Linked DNA regions of Oryctolagus cuniculus: region 1 is linked to region 2. The links are chromatin contacts, called in public Hi-C maps. All regions are on one chromosome and are shown on one strand. The core of a region is the stretch at or near the end of the contact, and the rest is flanking DNA. Distances in the headings are between cores, read along the strand shown.

What was found. Hi-C and Micro-C count contacts between places; a contact is called where the count stands out from the background.
Region 1: a Hi-C map of embryonic fibroblasts shows a contact between it and region 2, with 1.6 times the contacts expected there. The contact joins the promoter of FBXW11 here to the enhancer-like site in region 2. A contact is called at or near these places in 2 of 6 Hi-C or Micro-C datasets (embryonic fibroblasts and psoas muscle).

What each region holds. Positions count from the first base shown.
Region 1 is chr6:58,693,007-58,696,360 of mOryCun1.1, reverse strand. FBXW11 (F-box and WD repeat domain containing 11) reads left to right here and starts at 1,532. Exons shown (of 13, transcript XM_002710378.5): 1 at 1,532-1,739. The coding sequence starts at 1,695. It overlaps LOC127490551 (a long non-coding RNA gene), which reads right to left and starts at 1,329. Exons shown (of 2, transcript XR_007918551.2): 1 at 1,122-1,329; 2 at 1-637.
Region 2 is chr6:58,649,875-58,653,282 of mOryCun1.1, reverse strand. All of the region lies in intron 1 of FBXW11 (F-box and WD repeat domain containing 11), which reads left to right. Among named protein-coding and RNA genes, the nearest start is that of FBXW11, 43 kb to the left of the region's middle. Within about 2 kb of position 1,517, at least 1 of the 8 cell types and tissues checked has an H3K27ac peak or open chromatin away from gene starts, as enhancers often do.

The DNA.
Region 1 (3,354 bases), core at 283-2,782, 43 kb before region 2:
TCAATGCATACAAATCACTGCAATAATTTAGCTCTCGGAAATGCAAACACTTCTAGGTCATCCAGTCCCTTTGCTTTACAGGTGTGAGAATGAAAAAACACTTGAGGAAAATGGAAAGCACTTGGAAGCTGGCCTGGTACAATCATCCAGGCTGTAACATCAGTAGATGACAGCTGACCGCTAGGCCTCGTACACTCATGTAGAACACGAATCATTGGACAGAACATTAACATCAGACAAGGCCAAGCTGTGACCAGGAGTGGTCAAGACAAAAACCGAGACCATCCTTAATCATGCCTGAATGCAGATAAAACACCAATGTTGTCCAAACCACAAAAAATGACCAAACACCCATTCCAGTTAGTTGGAGGGGGCTGCTGCTCCTTTACCAACTAAAGCTTAAGCCTCTACCCAAAATTCCCTTCCTTCTGATAAGATTTATTGAGATGGACGATCAACGAATGACCACCACTGCCTGACAGTCTCGACGGCCTCAAGTCTCCCGGATCACCTTCCTGAGACGCCCTCCTCCGGCTTCTCCTGGTGTGTGCTCTCACTCACTTCAACTAGCAGGAAAAGCAATGCGTTCAACCCTCCGTGTGTTCCCGCTGGGTTCTGGTCAGAGGAATGGCGAAGTCTGCAAAGTCAGGAGGCTGAGTTCAACTGAGAGGAGTCTCCAAGTTTTGCTTCTGAGCACCTGCCATTCTTCCCGTTCGTGTCTGCCGCCTTCCTCTCACAATTAAACTCCACGAGAACAGAGTCATGTTGAGAGCTGACTCCCTGTGCCTACAGCTGTACGCGGCAAAGGTGGATGCTTACAAAGCAGCTCTGAACGAATGAATGAGGAAGAGCGGCTCAGCCCACGCACGTTCCCTTTGGTCTCTCAGCTCCTAATCCGTGGGGCAGCCAGACAGGCCCACAGCACGTCAGCATCCCCCTTCCCCAACTTCATCTCCAGCCCCCTCAGTCCTCCCATACCCTTCCAGCTGCTTCCCTCGGTCAAGCTTCTCTCTCTTGCCGTCCTCTTCCCACACTTGAGCCCCAAGAGCCCACCTTCCTAATGCACTCAATCCATCAGTCTCCACCACCTCCCCCTCGCCCTCCCCCAAGCACCGGCGGACCCGAAGCCTCGCTACTTAGGCGTCGAATGGGCACTGCAGACACCCATCGCGCATGTGCGGAAACTGGTCGCACACGCAGGATCTCTGACAAGCGGGGAGTCGTCTCCGAGTTTCCGTCCCGGTCTCCGCAGCCTTAGGCTGCCAGGAAGTCAAGAGAAGGCAGCCGGAAGGAGAACCTGCGCGCAAGTCTTTCTGGGACATGTAGTCGTGGCGCTCCCGAGACCCTACCCCGAGCCAGCCCTTAATTCTTCTGGTCTGTACGTCCCGCGTTCACAGGGCAGTGCTACTTTCGGCTCAGAATTGGCTTCCGGCTATCAGGAAAGCTCGGCTCGGGGTCGGCTTCTCGTTCCCACAACGCTCTGCGGGGCCCGCGGCGCCTGCTGGGAGCTGTAGTGCCCGCCGTGCGTACTGCGTTCGCCGAGGGGGAGGGCGGAGCTGCCGGCGGCCCGGGCGGGCTGGCAGCTAGAGTGGGTGCGAGAGCCGCCTCCGCCTCTGCAGCCTCCGCCGTCGCCTCCTCCGCCCGGGCCGTTCGCTGCTGCGCGGGGAGAGCGAGGCGGGGCCGCCGGGGCCGCCATGGAGCCCGACTCGGTGATTGAAGACAAGACCATCGAGCTCATGGTGAGTGCGGCCCGCTGGACCGTCCGTTCTTCCGTCCGTCCGGCCCCAGGCGGGCCTGCCCACCTCAACGTCCGGCGCGAGGCTGGCCTTGGCCCTTCCCCGCCGCCTCGGCCCAGATCCGGGCCAGCCGTGTCCTGGCCTCGGGCCCAGCGCGGTGCCTCCCGATCCCTCGAGATCTCAGGCCGGACTTGGCCCGGCCCCCTCCATGCCCCTCGGTTCTCCCCCCACCCCCCCCCGTCCCTGTCCCGTCTCCGGCCCATCTTTCGGAACGACCCTCGCTCGTTCATGCTGTAGCTTTAGGTCACATCGTGCTAGCATCTCATTCTCTTTCTTTTAGGAGGCGATCATCCCCCCCCCCCCCCCCCCCCGCGCGCGCACCTTGTATTTCTCTGGCTCAGGCCCGCACCGCGCTTGCAAGCACCACTTAGGCCGAATGAGGTGGTGGTGGGAGAGAGTACAGAGGAGATCGTTACGGGCTGCCTCGGCCTCCGGGTCCTAAGAGGGGTCTCAGCACCCTCTCTCCAGCCCAGGGCTGTGTGGATGCCTGGGATAGGCCCTACAGGACTGGGGAGGTGGGGAGCTCTCTGATCAGAGGCTGTTACGGATCAGGGGCCTCTTCCCTGGGCTCCTGTGGTGTCAGGCTTCTCGGACAAAGGGTTTCCTACCCAGCCGAGAGGGATGTTTGCACAGCGAGGCCCCAGGTACTCTGGATTCCATCCCCTTGGAAAGGGAAACCATAACTTCACGTTTCCTTGAGCTGCTTTGGGAAATTGGGGGTGGGGTGGGGGGTGGAGCGAGGCGACCGTCGAGCTCATCACTGCCGCCAATTCTTTCTTCTCTCTAAAAAAAAAAAAAAAAAAAAAAAGAGGGGGGGAGGGTTCCTTGGCCCCTGGGGGGAGCGACCATTCTTCTGTTAGAAGCCATTGGCTGATACTCCCCGGTTCACGGACACCCTCCTCCCCTTTCCGTCTACGACTTGGATCCAGAGGAGTTTTTAGAAACAGGACCATGCGAGAGTGGCTAGCAGAAGTGAAGAATTTGCTAATTGGCGGCCGATGTGGTGGAGGAAATAAAATATGGCAGGAATTACCTGCCAATTGAAGATAAATCAAACGGGGCTCTGGAGGGAAGGAAGTCTTTGCTTCAGCAAACGACCATGCCCAGGGATTCTTCCTGTAGAAGCCTCGACAGTTTCTTTGTATCTCTCCCAAGACTGTAGCAACTTCAACCCTGGTAGGGTGGAGAGAGAAAAGGCTAAAGAATCTACTTAACCCAGCAAAATGTTTTCCTAGCCAGATTTTCTCCAGTGTGAAAATGTTTATTGAGTCAGTGATTCCACTGGGTAGGGTTGGTGACATCAGAGCCACTTCCCCCATTTAATGCTATAAATAATAAATGGTGACACTGAAAGTCTGTGGGGTAGCTGCATGGTGTCTGTGGATGATGGCATCTGGGGAGTTGAGATACAGGTCTTAAAAATGGAAGTACAGTAGCGTAAATTCTGAGGCAGCTTAATATTTACTGTCCTCTGCATAACTTACAAAGCTGGACTTCCTCAGCACTCTTGAAAACTAGGGAAAAAATTCTGATAGTTCCCAGTTCTTGCGTATGGGTG
Region 2 (3,408 bases), core at 268-2,767:
AGTTCTCTCACCTGGATGTCCTCTCAGGAGTCATGCAGTATACAGCGTGGATTGTTGTACATTTAGAATGACAGCCTTGTAAGACAGAATACCATTTCTTAAAAGTTTTCTGACTGGATATCTTTGGTTAACTGTCTGTAGACCACCGGCATTGAAATAGATTTCGAGTGTCTTTGTCAGCTCAGAAGTAATCCGTACTCTGATAGCTGCCTTAACCCCACCTGCTCTCTAGATTCTTTGAAGGAGAATGACCTGGCATCATGGGGCAAGTTGCTGTGAACAGATCTGCGGAAATGCCCATATTCTGTTTGAGGTGGCCTGGAGGAGAGATGATCGAGAAGCTTGGGTGCTTTATTGCTAATTATACATTGGCTGCATTTCAAAAGATACAATAGGCGGAAAGAATAAAATAAAAATCACTTGTAGTTAATTCTGGATGTTTTTGAATATTTTGTATTTATTAAATAAAAATGGGATCATAATATAAGATCTGATTTATTGTCTTTATTCACTTACAGTTCCTGGGCCTCTTCTAGTGTGTTGGAACTTTGTTTTCATATACTGTGAATTTTTTTCCTGTGTCTATAAAGATAAATAAATTTCTGCCTCGTGAAGATACAATATTCTGCTTTGTAGTTATGTCTAATTTCTTGAAACAGCCCCTATTGTTGGTGTTTTTCCTTTGCTGTTGTGAACAGTGAAGTGGTAAACATCTTCTTAGCTGTATTTCTGGAAATATCTTAATTTTTTTCCTTGACAGCATTTCTTACATGTGAAATTGCTGAGTCAACTGATGTGCACGTTTTTCTCGTCTTAAATATGTACTGTGAAGTTGCACACCAGAGATTGTACCAATTATACCCCCTTCAGCAGTGTAGATGAATGACAAGTTGACAGGATTTGAAAATAAATGAGGGGAACTTGCTATTTTAGGGAGTTTAATATCAAGCAGAGGAAATGGCAGGCGACATACATTTGGGAGGAAACAAGGGTTCTGGATCAGATAGAATTCAGTTCTGCTACTTTTGATCTCTGACAAGTTATTTGATATCTTTCACAATCAGTTTCCTCTGTAAAACTTGGATTCCTGTCTGCCCGGTGGAGGTGTAGGAATGGAAAAGTACGTTATGGTATAGCTCTACAGTTCTGTTTGCATCCCCTTCCCAATTTGATCTTATTTTTTGGAAATTTTCATAACATTGATCATTTGTCTTGAAAATGAAGTTAAACTTAAGAGTTGTGGTTTTCCTTAGTACTGAACAACATTCCTAATAGAACCACAGATGTTAACTGACAAAGGCCCAGATGTACTTAATTAAACTGTTGTTAAATTCTGTCTAGTCTCAGGATTTATGGATCTTGGATAAACTTCATTGGGATTGGGTTCAGACTGATCTGACTTGGAGCTTGCTGGGGGAATCTGTAACTCCTTGGCAAGTGAACCTCAGACTGGTCCTAGCACAACTGAGGACCCATGTGGCTATGCCGGAAATAGATTATTTTGTTACATCCTGTTCTGTGTCATGCTGCTTAGAATAGAGATGCCACTTCCCCCTCCTACATCTAATCCTTCTCCTCTCCAGGTTCTGTGAGAGCTCTGAAAAGTCTGGTGACATTTTTGAATCATGGATGATGATAGTTGTGAAACGGACAAGTTTGATTTTTTTCCTTTGGATTTCCTCAAGAATAAAACACTATGATTTTGATATTCACTGCTCTTTCTGAGGGTTACTAGGGAAAATATTTTTTCTAGCACTTAGCATTTTAACTCAGTTTAACTATAGATGTTTAAGATAAGCTCCAAATTCTTTGGAAAAGAATGTGTTTTTGTTTGAACTGTCAAGTTACTGTTGATAATTAAAATAATGCATCACTTTAAATTACATAAGGTAGTGTTCGAGTATTACATAAGTATTAAGTGGTCACTGACCAAAAAAAATCAGAAAATGTGGGCGCATACAAATTTAAAAAGAAACTGCCTTTTATCCAGGTCTCAAAGAGGACTATGAAGATCATATTGGTTTTGTTAGCTTGTGGGTTCTGGTGTCTCATGTGATCTTACAAGATAAAATAATTGTTTGAATATTAAAATAATTTTCAAAAAGAGGTTGTGTTTAGGGAAAGTATGGTATAGGACTCTGAGTCCTGATTCCACTATTGTTTGCCTGTGTTTGAACTTCTAAAACTTGGCAGATAGTAAACTTTGGTTTTCCTCATTCTTCTCATACTTTTTTGCTTTTCACCTTCTTTCCCTTTTCTGCTTTTCACCATGCCCTTTTCTTCCCATCAAGTGTATCTCAGCCTGAAAATAACCTGTGCTGTATGGTATAGCAAACGACAAATAAGTATATGATTCTAGAATATAGGTGCAAAGAGTTAAACAATTAACTTTCTTGGTTGTGTGTCACATGTTTATTGTCAAATTCTGATATAATAAGATCTTATATAGATAAGAAGGTGTTTTACATTTGAAGGCCATGGGCCAATATTCAGTTCTTTAAAAGACTTTGAAAAATGCCTTTAAATTGTGAGTTAACGTTTATTCTACAATGTGAATAATATATAATGGTTTGTTTCCAAAACAGTACAATTCAACATTTATACATGTACATGTATTGAAATGTCACATTGTACCCCATAAATATGTCCATACAAAATATTTAATATATGTCATATATTGCAAATGTAGTATACTATGTAACATATTTTACTATGTGTTAATAAGAATGAAAATATATGTAACAGAAAGCAATACAATTATTTTGGTGATAGTTTGCCATTTCTTATAAATTGCCATCAAGCATTTTTTTCTTTCTTTTTTTTTTTTGTGATTTTTTTTTTTTTTGACAGGCAGAGTGGACAGTGAGAAGGAGAGACAGAGAGAAAGGTCTTCCTTTGCCGTTGGTTCATCCTCCAATGGCCACCGCAGCCGGTGCGCTGCGGCTGGCGCACCGCGCTGATCCAAGGCCAGGAGCCAGGTGCTTTTCCTGGTCTCCCATGGGGTGCAAGGCCCAAGCACTTGGGACATCCTCCACTGCACTCCCTGGCCACAGCAGAGAGCTGGCCTGGAAGAGGGGCAACCGGGACAGAATCCGGCGCCCCGACCGGGACTAGAACCTGGTGTGCCGGCGCTGCAAGGTGGAGGATTAGCCTAGTGAGCCGTGGCGCCGGCCCTGCCATCAAATATTTTAACAATAGAAACCTAGGTTATGAATTTTAGAAAACTTTTTTTTTTTTAAAGATTTATTTTAAAGTCAGATTTAAAGAGAGAGAGGGAGAGACAGAGACAGAGATGGAGATCGATCTTCCATCTGCTGGTTCACTCCCAGACGACCACAATGGTTGGGACTGGACCAGGCCAAAGCCAGGAGCCAGGAATCAGGAGCTTCATCCCGGTCTCCCACATGG